Regions from separate parts of the Mus musculus genome. Here all the other regions are linked to region 1. Evidence: chromatin contacts called from public Hi-C data. All regions are on one chromosome and are shown on one strand. The core of a region is the stretch at or near the end of the contact, and the rest is flanking DNA. Distances in the headings are between cores, read along the strand shown. Region 1 overlaps Epas1 (endothelial PAS domain protein 1). Region 2 overlaps Prkce (protein kinase C, epsilon). Region 3 overlaps Prkce (protein kinase C, epsilon). Region 4 overlaps Prkce (protein kinase C, epsilon).

Region 1 (3,016 bases), core at 200-2,699:
GGCTGGTGCCTGTGTGAGCCTTTCTGTAGGCTTAGAGTAATTCCCATGATTACACAGGAGAAGGCTGCTTCGATGACAGCTCTGAGGGCTGGGCCTGGTCTCACTTTGGGGAAAAAAAACTCCATCTATCCACAGGGCCGTGTGTGAGTTAAGCCAGGAGCCCACTGGCTGGCAGAGCAAGTTTAACTTTGGCTTTCCAGTGCTCAAGATTTCAGGGAGGCTCTATTTAAATTTTACTTGGCTGTCACCCTTCTGAAAATTTGTAGCACTATCCGTATCTTTAAGGAAGTGACCTTTCCCCGTCCTTGTCCTTGTTAGCATGACATGAGAACTTGGAAGCGTCCATGGTGACCTGCTTCCAGTTTGATTATTGAAAACAAAACAAAACCATGCATAGATCCGGGGTTTCTGACTTACCTCTGGAAACTGTACTTTCTACAGGGTGGCCATGAGAGTTTGCAGGCCACCTGCTAAAAGTTGACAACCTGAGAGTCTGCAGTAGACAACACACACAGCATGCTTCTGTGTTGGATCTGAGTGTCTCCTGCATCTGTCTGTTTTCTTTGCTTCTCCTTTAAACTGGGTTAACCATCCTCCATATTGGTACTGGGGATAGATAGCACCCAGGGCCTCACAGATTGCTAGAAAAGTGCTCTACCAATGAGCAACGTCCTCTGCTCAATGAGTGTGTGTGTGTGTGTGTGTGTGTGTGTGTGTGTGTGTGTGTGTGTAAATATCAGAAACTTGGTTAAATAAATATATGTAACATACAATATACTTATATAATATATGTGTATATATTATATATCTCCATCCCAAAGTTCTCTGTTTGAGACTGGACTTAATACTTCCCGTTGGGAATTGCTTATAAGGTTTTACTTTTTAGTAAAGAAAAGTTGTTTGTTTCCTAAACTCTCTGGCTTAAACTTTTTACTTAAGTCAAAAAGCAAGAGAATACCTCTCGGCTTGAATACCTTTATTTTTAAAGCTCAAGAGTCTTTTTTAAAACAAAAACTTGCTACAGAACTTGGCACCAGGGGACTGCAAGGATTTACCTTATTTTGATGATAGCTGCCTGCAAACGATCTATTAGAATAATCTGCATAATTGCAGTCTCCCCTTCAGTTTATTCAGCCTGCACTCCCTAGTCTAGATTTACTGGCCAGACTGTTATTACATCAAATTCCTTGATGCTGTATTCCTGAGGACTGATGGAACTAAGAGTTACAGAGAGGAATCAGCGACCTTTGTCTGCTTTTCAGAATTCTTCAGAACATACTGATTTAGCCAGGGGCTTTTGCGATTGCTCTCCTTACTGGGTCAGTACCTGATTTTGCTGGGTTTCTGGCCACACATGTGCGTTTGGGAAGCAGGATAGATAGGGCGAGAAACCTGAATTGGCAGTCAGAGTTATGAAACAGGACTTTGTTACAATTGATAGGTCTGTACAGTGGACGCACAGCAGCTGTTGGCATGGTAACTCCTACGTGGCAGAGTGCATGGAGCCCGCAGATGACTTTAGCAGCGCTCCGTGTTAATTTGATAAATGGCTTTTTTAATAGTAGTTTGTGGGCTAATGGAAAGATTGAAGCGAACCCTCGTTAATGGAAGGGAGGATGGAGATTTTGAAGCCACTGGGTGAAGTCGGAGAGTCCCAGCCAAGTCTCCATTTTCAGCTCAGTGTCTCTTTTCATGTGCCTGAAGTGTGGCAAACCAAAGTACAGTAGGGAGCCTGCCTTGAGAGTAGGCATCGGCCCTGGGCTCCGGCTTACGAGTGAAGAGGCTTCAGGGTCCTTATTCAATACAGTTGCTTTGTGCAGGGGCTTAGCTTAGGGCCACTGTAAGAAGTCTACATTGTGTTTTCTTTTTCCTTAGTGGTAATGGGGCAGGGGTTATGGTGGCCGACAGGTCTGGCATATTTAGCCGTTTGGTTGGTTGTATTGTGGTTATTTGGGTTCTCAGAGGGGTTGTTTATTTTTGTCTCTGGTTTGTTTGTTGACATAGGGTCTCGTAACCCAGGCTGGCCTCAGATGCCCTACATATATATATCTCTGAGGATGACCCTGGACCTCTGATCCTTCTACTGCCAGCTCCAGGGTGCTGGGGTCATAGGCGTGAACCACCTTGCCTAGCTAATGTGGTATCGGGGATTGAACACAGAGCTTCTGCCTGCTAGATGACACTCTATCAATTAACGGCATCTCCTCCTGGTTTCGGCCATCTTTCATTGTGTGAGAATACATAATCACACCACACTGCTGGCCCACTCAAGGAGCCTCTCTGCAACCCACACTGAAGCTCTGCGTTCCTTATATAGCGCTCGACAAACACCTCTGGGGGATGGATCTCCTCACTGTGTTGCCAAAGCAAAACCTGGGGTTTTTTGCCTTTCTGGCAAGTTCCCAGGAGACGCGGACATTACCGGTTCTCAGTCCACATGCTGAGAACTTGGTGCTTTACACTAATGCGGAGAAAATTGGGAACAAGACATAAAGAGGCCAAATGACTTGCACCTTAATGGCTAAGGATGATGGAGCTTGAACTTGAACGTGGCTAGGGCCTCTAAGGCACCTGCTGTCTCTGTCTTATCAGCAATGGCAGAAGTGCAGTGGCTGGAGCATCCCAAGGGTACCTTCTGCCATCCCAAGGGTACACGGTGTATTAATCTGTCACAGTCAAGTTCAGAGGTGGCCTCGGAAGCCTGCTGCTCACAGCCTTCTCTGCGTGCGCATTGGAGTTGGTTTTCCCCTGGGCTAACCTACAATGGAGACAGTACCAACAAACCCACCAATGCAGCTGAAACAAAACAAGACTTTATCCGGGCATTAGTCTAGGCCGCCTAGGAGAGAAGTGGTTTGTGGCTTAGATTTGTAAGGGACGTGGCATCTCCAGTTGTTCTAGGCCAGAACAGATCATCACAGCTGGAGTCTTTGTTCAGATCTCAGGCAACCCAGGGTACTTGAGAAGTTTAAGACAGATAGCATTACTAGAGAGGTTTGTTTGGTTGGCTTGCTTT
Region 2 (2,700 bases), core at 124-2,623, 150 kb before region 1:
CCTCCCAGCCCTCCTCCCTCCCAGAGGCCTACAGACTCCTAGTGGTTCATCGAAATATCACTAAAAGCTGCAGGTGAGAAACTCCTGGGGAAGTGGAAAGCCACAAGTCTGAGGGAGTCATTGCTGGACAGGAGAAGGAAAGAAACGGGGGAGGGGGGTGTGGACAGCACTGTCCTTCAGTGCTTCCTCCCCATAAACACACATAAACACACACACACATACCACACACACAACACACATACACACACACACACACACACACACACACACACACACACACAGAGCTTCTCCTGACAACCCTGCACTAGACAAGCTTGCCCCAGAGGGATGGACACTTTGTGGTGAGACTGAAAATCTCCAGAGAAATGGCCTTCTAATGGCAGCCCAGGCTGGTTCCCAGGGATTGATTGTCTAAACCTTCTGTCCCCAAAGAAAGCAGTCACTCACCCTTCCTGTGTTTGGTTTTGTGTGCAAAGTTAAGAGTTTTCAAAGATTCAGATATCAGAGTGGGAACGGGAGGAAGTAGCCAGAGGTAGAACTCCGTACATCACTGGCTACAGGGTGGGAAGGAGTGTTTTGGCTAAGGCCAACCCAGGTCATAGCCAAGGGCACTCATAGGACTTGCTCATATCCAACAGCAGCTGGGTCAGCTTCTTCCCCAGGGAGAAGAGAGGGCAGGAAGCAAAGAGGCCAGGGAGGAGTGGACTAGAGAAAGAAGAACAGGAGGCAGGAAGAAACGAGAGGCTGTCCCTAACTGGCCAGAAGCCTATGAGAAGGAGGGGTGGTGCCTGCTGGAGCCAAAACTACTCCACCTGGAACCTGAGTCAGATCAGAACCAGGCTTGTGCGGACTCGGGGGGGTCTTTAGACTCATGACATACTACTATTACCCTTGCTCAACCCATATAAAGGAAGCTGCTTCTTACAGAGAAGAATTTAACACAAAGGATGTGGCCGAAGATGTTCACCTTTCACACACTTCAAAACATCGGTCCTTCAAACAAGTCCACAAACATAGCGTGTGGTCCCGAGCTGACAGACAGGGGACCAGCCCAGCAAGGTGACTTTTAGCAGGGCTATGCCACAGCCAGTGATGAAACCCTGACAGCCTGGATCCCAGCCCAGCATTCAGCCCAGCTTTCCCACCCCAGCCAGAGCCAAGCCTTGCCCCCTCTCGCTGCCAGGGCTGGGGTCGGTGGCTAGCTGCAGTGGCCCAGTTGTTTGGGCTCACTGTGCCTTCTGTAACTCCGGAGTATTTGCTTAGAGCAGCACTTTTCTATGTGATTGCTTCTTTCTCAAGGAATCCCAGCTGTAAGCAGAAATAGGGTCACAGATACAATGCAGGCAGGTCCAGAAGCACTTCCTGCCCCACCTCCACTCCAGTCTGGGTCCCATGGGATGCCTGGAGCTCTCAAGTTGAGATGCCAGCAGGCACATGAGCATGGCCCTTTCTGACCTCTGCTTGTACGGGAAGAGGCCTTCTTTGCAAGGCTCACCTCAATAGCCCAGAGTAGTTGCTGAGGGAGACACAATGTGAATGGTTACTCCAACCACATAGTCTAGATTCCTCTACAGAGCCAGGCCTGGGGTTTGCAGGGGTGGTGGAAAAATTATTTTCTACCAACCTGGTTTCTAGGTAAGAAATCTTAGAACTCTGGTGTGTTAAAATGGGCCTCAAAGAAACCACCTTGATTGAGGCTGGCCCGCTCCTGTGACTCTCACCTCTCCTATACAGAAACATCTGGATCTAGATTATTTCTCTTACCTGTTACACCCAGATTGACCTTGCTCAGGCACCATGCTCCTGCAGGCAGGGCTCAGCCTCCCTTGGTATGGATTTCAAATCCCTCTTTCCAGCATCTCAGACTCTTTGAAGTTGTCCCTCAAAGACACAGCTGTCTTGTCTCACTATGGTCAGGAACCCCGTTCTCTGGCCTCTTTCCCTTTGCCTCTACCTTCCATCTCCTTTGATTGCTCTCTTCACGGTCTGTCCAAATGCTAGCTTTCACCGAACCCTGAGAGCCACTGCTGTTGGCCATACATCAACAGATGTTGGCTACACCAACCATCCGTCATCTCCCCCCTCTCAAACTCAGCAGCTCAAACTCTTGTGGATTTTTTTTCCTGATTCAGTGATGCTATATATATGTGACCCTGAATCCCCTGAGCTAGTTAACTTGTGAAGGATGGAGGTCAGAGGAGACCTCCTTTCTCACAGAAGGATCTAAATATGAGTTCTAACCCTAATATGGCCCCGATTCTGTGCAGGATCCTGTCTTTTGCTGAGGTATTGTAAATGCTGTTGAAGGTTGTCCAGCTGGGAAATGGCCCTAGCCTGAGGTTAATGAGGCAGGTCAAAACCTACTCCAAGATTGCCTTGACTGGAGATGTCCCTAGGGTATGTGCTTCTTTCTCTCTAACTCAAGAAAGGCCCTGTGGTGTGTATGAGGCTAACCATGTGGCCTTGACCTGTGTTGCAGGGATTTGAAACTGGACAACATCCTTCTAGATGCAGAAGGCCACTGCAAGCTGGCTGACTTTGGGATGTGCAAGGAAGGGATTATGAATGGTGTGACAACTACCACCTTCTGTGGGACTCCTGACTACATAGCTCCAGAGGTAAGGCCCACCCACGTGCAGAGTTAGCTTCTCTCTCTTAGCGTCAGAACAGAGAAACAACCCAATGCCGTGCATGTGGGGG
Region 3 (2,776 bases), core at 246-2,745, 180 kb before region 1:
ATATTTATGTGTGTATGTTTGTGTGTGTATATACATGCTCACAGAGGTCAGAAGAAGGCATCAGATCCCTGAGAGCTAGAGTTACCTAAGTTTATGAGACACCCTATGCTGGTGCTGATATCTAAATTCTGGTCCTCTCTGGTCCTCTGATAGAGTGGTACCTGCTCTTAACCATGGAGTCATATCTCTAGCCCCCAGATAAATATTTTTTTTAAAGAAGAAACCTGACAAGGTTTTTGTTTTTTTTTTTGTTTTGTTTTGTTTGTTTGTTTTTTGTTTTGCATCATATAGAGTCAATACTGGTTTCTGGAAAGCTTTGAAATAACAAAAGCCAGGGGTAAATGAGATAGTACTCCATGGTTCCTACACTTGAAGCTGGCTTCAGAGCTTCCTAATAGGAGGCTCTGAAGAAAAACCAAAAAAGGTGGCCTTAGCTAAAGCTGGACATGGAAGGATGGCACAGGGAAGAACACCTTGCCCTTCTTAGGGAGGTAGCTAGGCATTAAAACAAGGTTAGGACCCAGCCTGGTCACTGGCCCAGGAGCCCAGGAACCTGGGACCCTCTCCTCAAGTAGGACTTGATCCAAGCCCCTCCCCTTCGAGTAACCTGCAGATAGAGCAAACACTCTACCTTAGGGTGCTGGCAATGAGGAGGATCAGGATGGAGGAGGAAGTACCGGGATCCGATCTCCTAGGAGACCAAGTAGCACCCCGAGGTTTTCCTGTCTCTGGCTCAAAACTCCACAGTAAACATGATAAAATTAGCAGAGCTAAGTAGGCATATTTGTGGGTTTGGAGGCATAGTTGGTCCTGTTTTTCTCCAATTTGACCTAACTGGAGTTCACTGGGTATGTAATGGAAAAAAAAAAACCCAGCTTGATATAAAAACGCAGGAAATGCCTTCAGCTGCTGCTGATTACAGTAGCAGCTTTCCTTCTGTTATTTTTGTGGCGGGAAAAAGAAAAAAAAAAAGAAAAACAAAGCTACACCCACCAAACACACACACACACACACACACACACACACACACACACACACACACACACACACACCCCTAAGCAGTAGAAACAAGCTGGATTGTTAGTACTTTTTACGGCATTCTTGATTCTGGCTAAATGATGTCACTTTATAAAATGAGAAAGGAGAGGAAGGCATTTAAAATCTCATCAATACAATTTCTGCACGTGTAATACACAGCCACCGGTTCAAAGTTTAGTCGATTGGCCCTGGAAGTTGGAGAATTCTATCAACTTGCATCAAAAGTCGATCTGCCCAGGACAGGTTCAGGTTTTCTCGTGATGCCTTCTTGTATCATGTGCTGGGGGAGAGGACACTACTCACAATTGCTTTCCTAGCATCCATCACTGCTTAGCAAATAAAGCCACGCCTGCAGAGAGATGCTTTCAAACCTGACTGAGAAGCACACTGGATGTTCTCACAGAACAGACATGTCTGGCTCAGGCTGGGGAGTGTAGCTCTGTGCTAAGTGCTCGCCTACCGCGCACAAAGCTGTTTGGTCCTGGGCACTGCTTTTCATAATCCTGCAATCCCAGCCCTAGGGAGTTGAAGGCAGGAAAAGCAGATGTTCTAGGTCATCCTTAGACAGATAAGGAGTCCAAGGGCAGCCTGGGCTTCTTGACACCCTACCCGAGAATTGAGGGGAAGAAAGAGAGAGAAAGAAGGAAAGAAGTGTGCTAGATTCTCACCAAGGGAAGCTAGCAGGGAGAGAATGAACACAACCACCCAGTCTGTTGGTACAACTTAGTTAACACGTTTTAATTTTGGCTTCAGGATTCACAGTTTCCTGTTGCTGTCGTGTACATAGAGTCGTCAATGCCTATAACACTATGTCTTTAAGAACGACATATTTGCCATGTTGAGATTTCCTGGTTTTCACTTGGGTCCACCTGTGAGGCCACAAGTCTTCATTCATAAAATTCTAGGAGATCCTGGCAGGACAGCCAACGACTTGGGAAATTCAATTCCCCTGCTCAGGTAGAAAGTGGAACTGACTTAAGTACCTGCCATGCTTTGGAGGAAATATGCTCAACTCAGTACTTCTCAATGAGAACAGGTAATTCTTATGGGTCCTCTAGCACCGAGGTGCTCAAACACTAGGGACAGCGTTTGGCAATGTCTGGACTTGGGCTGTTGGAACCTAGCAGAGCTGGGATATGGAGGAGATGCGCATCCATACTGAGGGTACTACAACCGAGAGCTACCAACCCAAGCTATCAGTACTGCCAAGGCAGCAAACCCCGGCTCCAGCCCTCGAGTTCTATGATCATGTGATTCCCCAGGCTTCGGGAGCTGCTGTGTTTCAAAGGCCTCCTCTGCCACCACGGATCTTAGGTGGAACACAGCCAGATCTGCAAGTGGGCACGTCCTGTAGGGTCTGACCAGGTTCTGGAAGGCTTTTTGAACCGTAAGAGTCAGAGAAGGCAGAAGGCAGAAACTTGTACCTGTCACCTCCTTTCCTTTCTCCCATCAGGAAATCTTATGATTTCATTTCCACACTGTATTGAACTCTTTTCCCCCCAAAGGATACCACCATCTTTGAAAAATCAAAAGACTCTTTCCCCCATATATATATATATATATATATATATATATATATATATATGTGTGTGTGTGTGTGTTATATAATGTATATATTATATATAATAATATATAATATATTTATATATTAATATATATATTAAGCCAAGAAAAATAATTAATCTACCCTGTAAAAACTAGCATCTTCTAAGTCCTTGATTAATGTGTTAATGGAATT
Region 4 (2,849 bases), core at 177-2,676, 240 kb before region 1:
TGTTGAATGTTCAGAATGCCGGTGACGGTGCGTCTGGTTAATATACGAGGTCTCCTTATCGCTTTCCGCTCAGGGTTGGACATTTGCAACCTTACCATCTAAAGGGAGCAAACATTCGGAGTGAATAAACTGAATGGTAGTCACTCTGTGTTCCGTTCATTTCTTTGTTTGCTTTTGTTTTGAGACAGAGTTTCACTATATAACCCTTAGTGGTCTGGAACTTGCTTTGTAGACCAGACTGGCTTCAAACTGACAAGAGATTTCCCTGCTCTGCCTCCTGAGTGCTGGGATTAAATGCATGTGCCACCACCCCAACCACCAGCATATTCTATATTTTATTAATGAATATGAGAACATTTCTTGGGCTCAGAATTATTCACTATTGGAAGTTGAGAGAAGGGCCATTTGGTCCAACATATATTTTCTCTGAAGGACATAGTGGTTTATTACAGAAATGTATTTCCAGTCCCCTTAGAACTGAAGTTAACAAAATGGATAACCAGTGTAGGCCCTCCTGCTCCAGTCATGATGTGTGAAGTCACACAGGCTGGCCTCTTCATGAGCTTTGTGTGAACAGCCCAGGAGCCTGCTATACTGGAATATCATTGCTGCTCACAAATACGTCATGACACCCACTGTAGATGAGGCTTGAAGTGGGTCTCAGAGTCACCATGGCCCAGGTGACCACACAGTCACTGTGACTGAGAGACTTTTGGAGGGAGACAGGAAAGCCACTATGATCAGTGGTGCCCTCTCATGCTAGGCACACAAAGATGGCTTTGCCTCCCAGGTCCCTGAAGGCCACTGTGGCAGAGGATTCAGAGCCAGAAGACCTTGGGCTCACCAGGGTCCCTCTACCCTCTCACTGGTGTCTACCTGGTGTTCATCCCCGGGACCCAAGGATTCACGGATGAACCTGTCAGTCTTACAGTCAGACAGAAGGTCTGCTTGTTTGTTTCTGTAATGGTTTGCTCTTCATTCTGTTTTTTTGTTTGTTTGTTTGTTTTGTTGTTGTTTGTTTGGTTTTTTTGTTTTTTGTTTTTGAAAAATTAGTTTGTTTTATTGTCTCTGATTCCTCCCTGGCCAATGTTGTGGTTAGCCCAGTGTCCCAGAGAGGCCCTTTCAGTCAGTTTATGGAAACTGAGTCCTTCCTTAAAATGGTTCCTGTAGACGGGCTGGAGTGGAGCTCAGTACTGGAGCCTGTGCTTAGTGTGGACAGGGGCCTGGGCTTAGCTCTGAGGATGGGGGGGGGGGGTAGCTCAATGGGACAGCACCTGTCCAGCATGCCTGAACACCGGGGTCTGATACCCAGAATGACAAAGAAAAAAATGCATGCTAGAGAAAATTTCAGTGCCTCCTTGGCACCTAATCGGGGCTGCCACCTGGTCACCTCAGCACAGGGCTGGCAGTCCTGAGTGTCCTGTTGGCACCTTGCCCCCATTCACTCTTCAGTTAAATACTCCTTGCTAGGAGTACAGTGCTGTTGAGGGCTGGGGACGTGAGTCGAGCCAGCTAGACGAAGGCTCCTGCTGAAGACAAGATGGAAGGCAGGGCTGAGAGCCAGGGAGTGTGCTGTGGTCTCCCTGTGGGTCTTCCTGGCACATGGATGGGCTTGCTCCATCCAGTCAGTCTCTTCCTGCAAGCCACGGGCCGTGTGTCATGAGCGTCCCGCTAGATTGCTAAAGCTGTGCTTGGGAATTAGAAACAGGACACAAACTGAGGACTAAGCAGTAAACGGGAAAGCCGGAAAGGATGCTGCCTGGGGTTCTCTGAGACCCACAGCAATGCTCTCCTTACTGGCAGATTGCATTTCCCCTCCCACTCCTGACCATAGGTCCTTTCATTTCCTGTATCCTTTTCACTAAATTGAAGGATTAATGTACATGTTATGCACTTAAACAAAATGCATAGATATTCAAGCAGTTTCTCCATCTTACTAGATAGATTCTTAGCATTCACATTAAGAATGGCTAAAGGGGCCGGGCAGTGGTGGCTCACGCCTTTAATCCCAGCACTTGGGAGGTACAGGCAGGCAGATTTCTGAGTTCAAGGCCAGGCTGGTCTACAAAGTGAGTTCCAGGACAGCCAAGGCTACATAGATAAACCCTGTCTCGAAAAAGCAAAACAAACAAACAAACAAAACAAAAAACAAAACAAAACAAAAAAATGCCCAATGGAGAAAAGCGAACAATTTTCTCCCTACAGACCTTACCAAGTATCTTGCAGTTAACCATTTCAGCCACTAGGTGGCGAGAGTAGTTAGCAAGGCAAGTGGGTCTTTGTGACTCATCCAGGCAGGAAGAGGAGACTGGAGACCTAAAATAGTTTAACTGAGCGAGGTGACCAAACGGGTGCCGTTCTAGAAGGATACACTCTGAAGCTTCTGGTTTCCAGTATTGGCAAATATTTCCTTTCATATACAAAATTCTAAAGTTAGACAGGAAGAAAAATAAGAGTAGGACTAGCTCTCAAAAAGCAGAGCCGTAGAAGCTTGCCCTGTCTGGTCCTACTTTTGTCTGTTTGAAACGAAGACGCTGAAATAATTTCTGAGCTCATAAGCAGACTACAGTGTCTGCAGCTGCGCTCTAAACCCCACCCGGTGGGGACAGAGCTGTTTGGAGCTCTATGAAACAGGCCGAGTTTGTTTGTTTTTATTTTAAATAGAAGTAAACCGCGCTCCCAGGATAGAGAGCCCAGCTACCGTGCTACTCTGACCATCTTGAAAACTGACAAGAAAGAATTTGTCAAGTGTTTGGTCCGATTGAGGTCTCACTGTTTTCTTCTGGGTGATTCCTGTTCGGTAGGAACGGGAGCAGCGCTTTCCTATCAAACTCACGATAGGAACCCGG

What was found. Hi-C and Micro-C count contacts between places; a contact is called where the count stands out from the background.
Region 2: a contact with region 1 is called in a Hi-C map of liver, with 1.9 times the contacts expected there. The contact joins two enhancer-like sites. A contact is called at or near these places in 4 of 484 Hi-C or Micro-C datasets (the N1E-115 cell line, bone marrow-derived macrophages, liver and 1 more) and 3 of 115 datasets of contacts at active chromatin or transcription factors (astrocytes and embryonic stem cells).
Region 3: a contact with region 1 is called in a Hi-C map of liver, with 4 times the contacts expected there. The contact joins two enhancer-like sites. A contact is called at or near these places in 2 of 484 Hi-C or Micro-C datasets (embryonic stem cells and liver), 4 of 115 datasets of contacts at active chromatin or transcription factors (astrocytes, embryonic fibroblasts and embryonic stem cells) and 1 of 9 other capture datasets (embryonic stem cells).
Region 4: a Hi-C map of liver shows a contact between it and region 1, with 2.5 times the contacts expected there. The contact joins two enhancer-like sites. A contact is called at or near these places in 1 of 15 datasets of contacts at CTCF or cohesin (large pre-B cells), 8 of 484 Hi-C or Micro-C datasets (bone marrow-derived macrophages, embryonic fibroblasts, embryonic stem cells and 2 more) and 6 of 115 datasets of contacts at active chromatin or transcription factors (bone marrow-derived macrophages, extraembryonic endoderm stem cells, hepatocytes and 3 more).

The regions. Positions count from the first base shown.
Region 1 is chr17:86,770,767-86,773,782 of GRCm38.p6, forward strand. The region is part of intron 1 of Epas1 (endothelial PAS domain protein 1); the gene reads left to right. Among named protein-coding and RNA genes, the nearest start is that of Epas1, 18 kb to the left of the region's middle. Within about 2 kb of position 1,450, at least 12 of the 459 cell types and tissues checked have an H3K27ac peak or open chromatin away from gene starts, as enhancers often do. A contact at or near this core is called in the N1E-115 cell line, hepatocytes and liver, where this site is marked.
Region 2 is chr17:86,617,413-86,620,112 of GRCm38.p6, forward strand. Prkce (protein kinase C, epsilon) reads left to right here. Exons shown (of 15, transcript NM_011104.3): 12 at 2,480-2,618. Among named protein-coding and RNA genes, the nearest start is that of Gm52297, 51 kb to the right of the region's middle. Within about 2 kb of position 1,374, at least 39 of the 459 cell types and tissues checked have an H3K27ac peak or open chromatin away from gene starts, as enhancers often do. A contact at or near this core is called in the N1E-115 cell line and liver, where this site is marked.
Region 3 is chr17:86,592,531-86,595,306 of GRCm38.p6, forward strand. The region is part of intron 11 of Prkce (protein kinase C, epsilon); the gene reads left to right. Among named protein-coding and RNA genes, the nearest start is that of Gm52297, 76 kb to the right of the region's middle. Within about 2 kb of position 1,496, at least 21 of the 459 cell types and tissues checked have an H3K27ac peak or open chromatin away from gene starts, as enhancers often do. A contact at or near this core is called in liver, where this site is marked.
Region 4 is chr17:86,533,750-86,536,598 of GRCm38.p6, forward strand. All of the region lies in intron 10 of Prkce (protein kinase C, epsilon), which reads left to right. Among named protein-coding and RNA genes, the nearest start is that of Gm30284, 90 kb to the left of the region's middle. Within about 2 kb of position 1,427, at least 123 of the 459 cell types and tissues checked have an H3K27ac peak or open chromatin away from gene starts, as enhancers often do. A contact at or near this core is called in hepatocytes and liver, where this site is marked.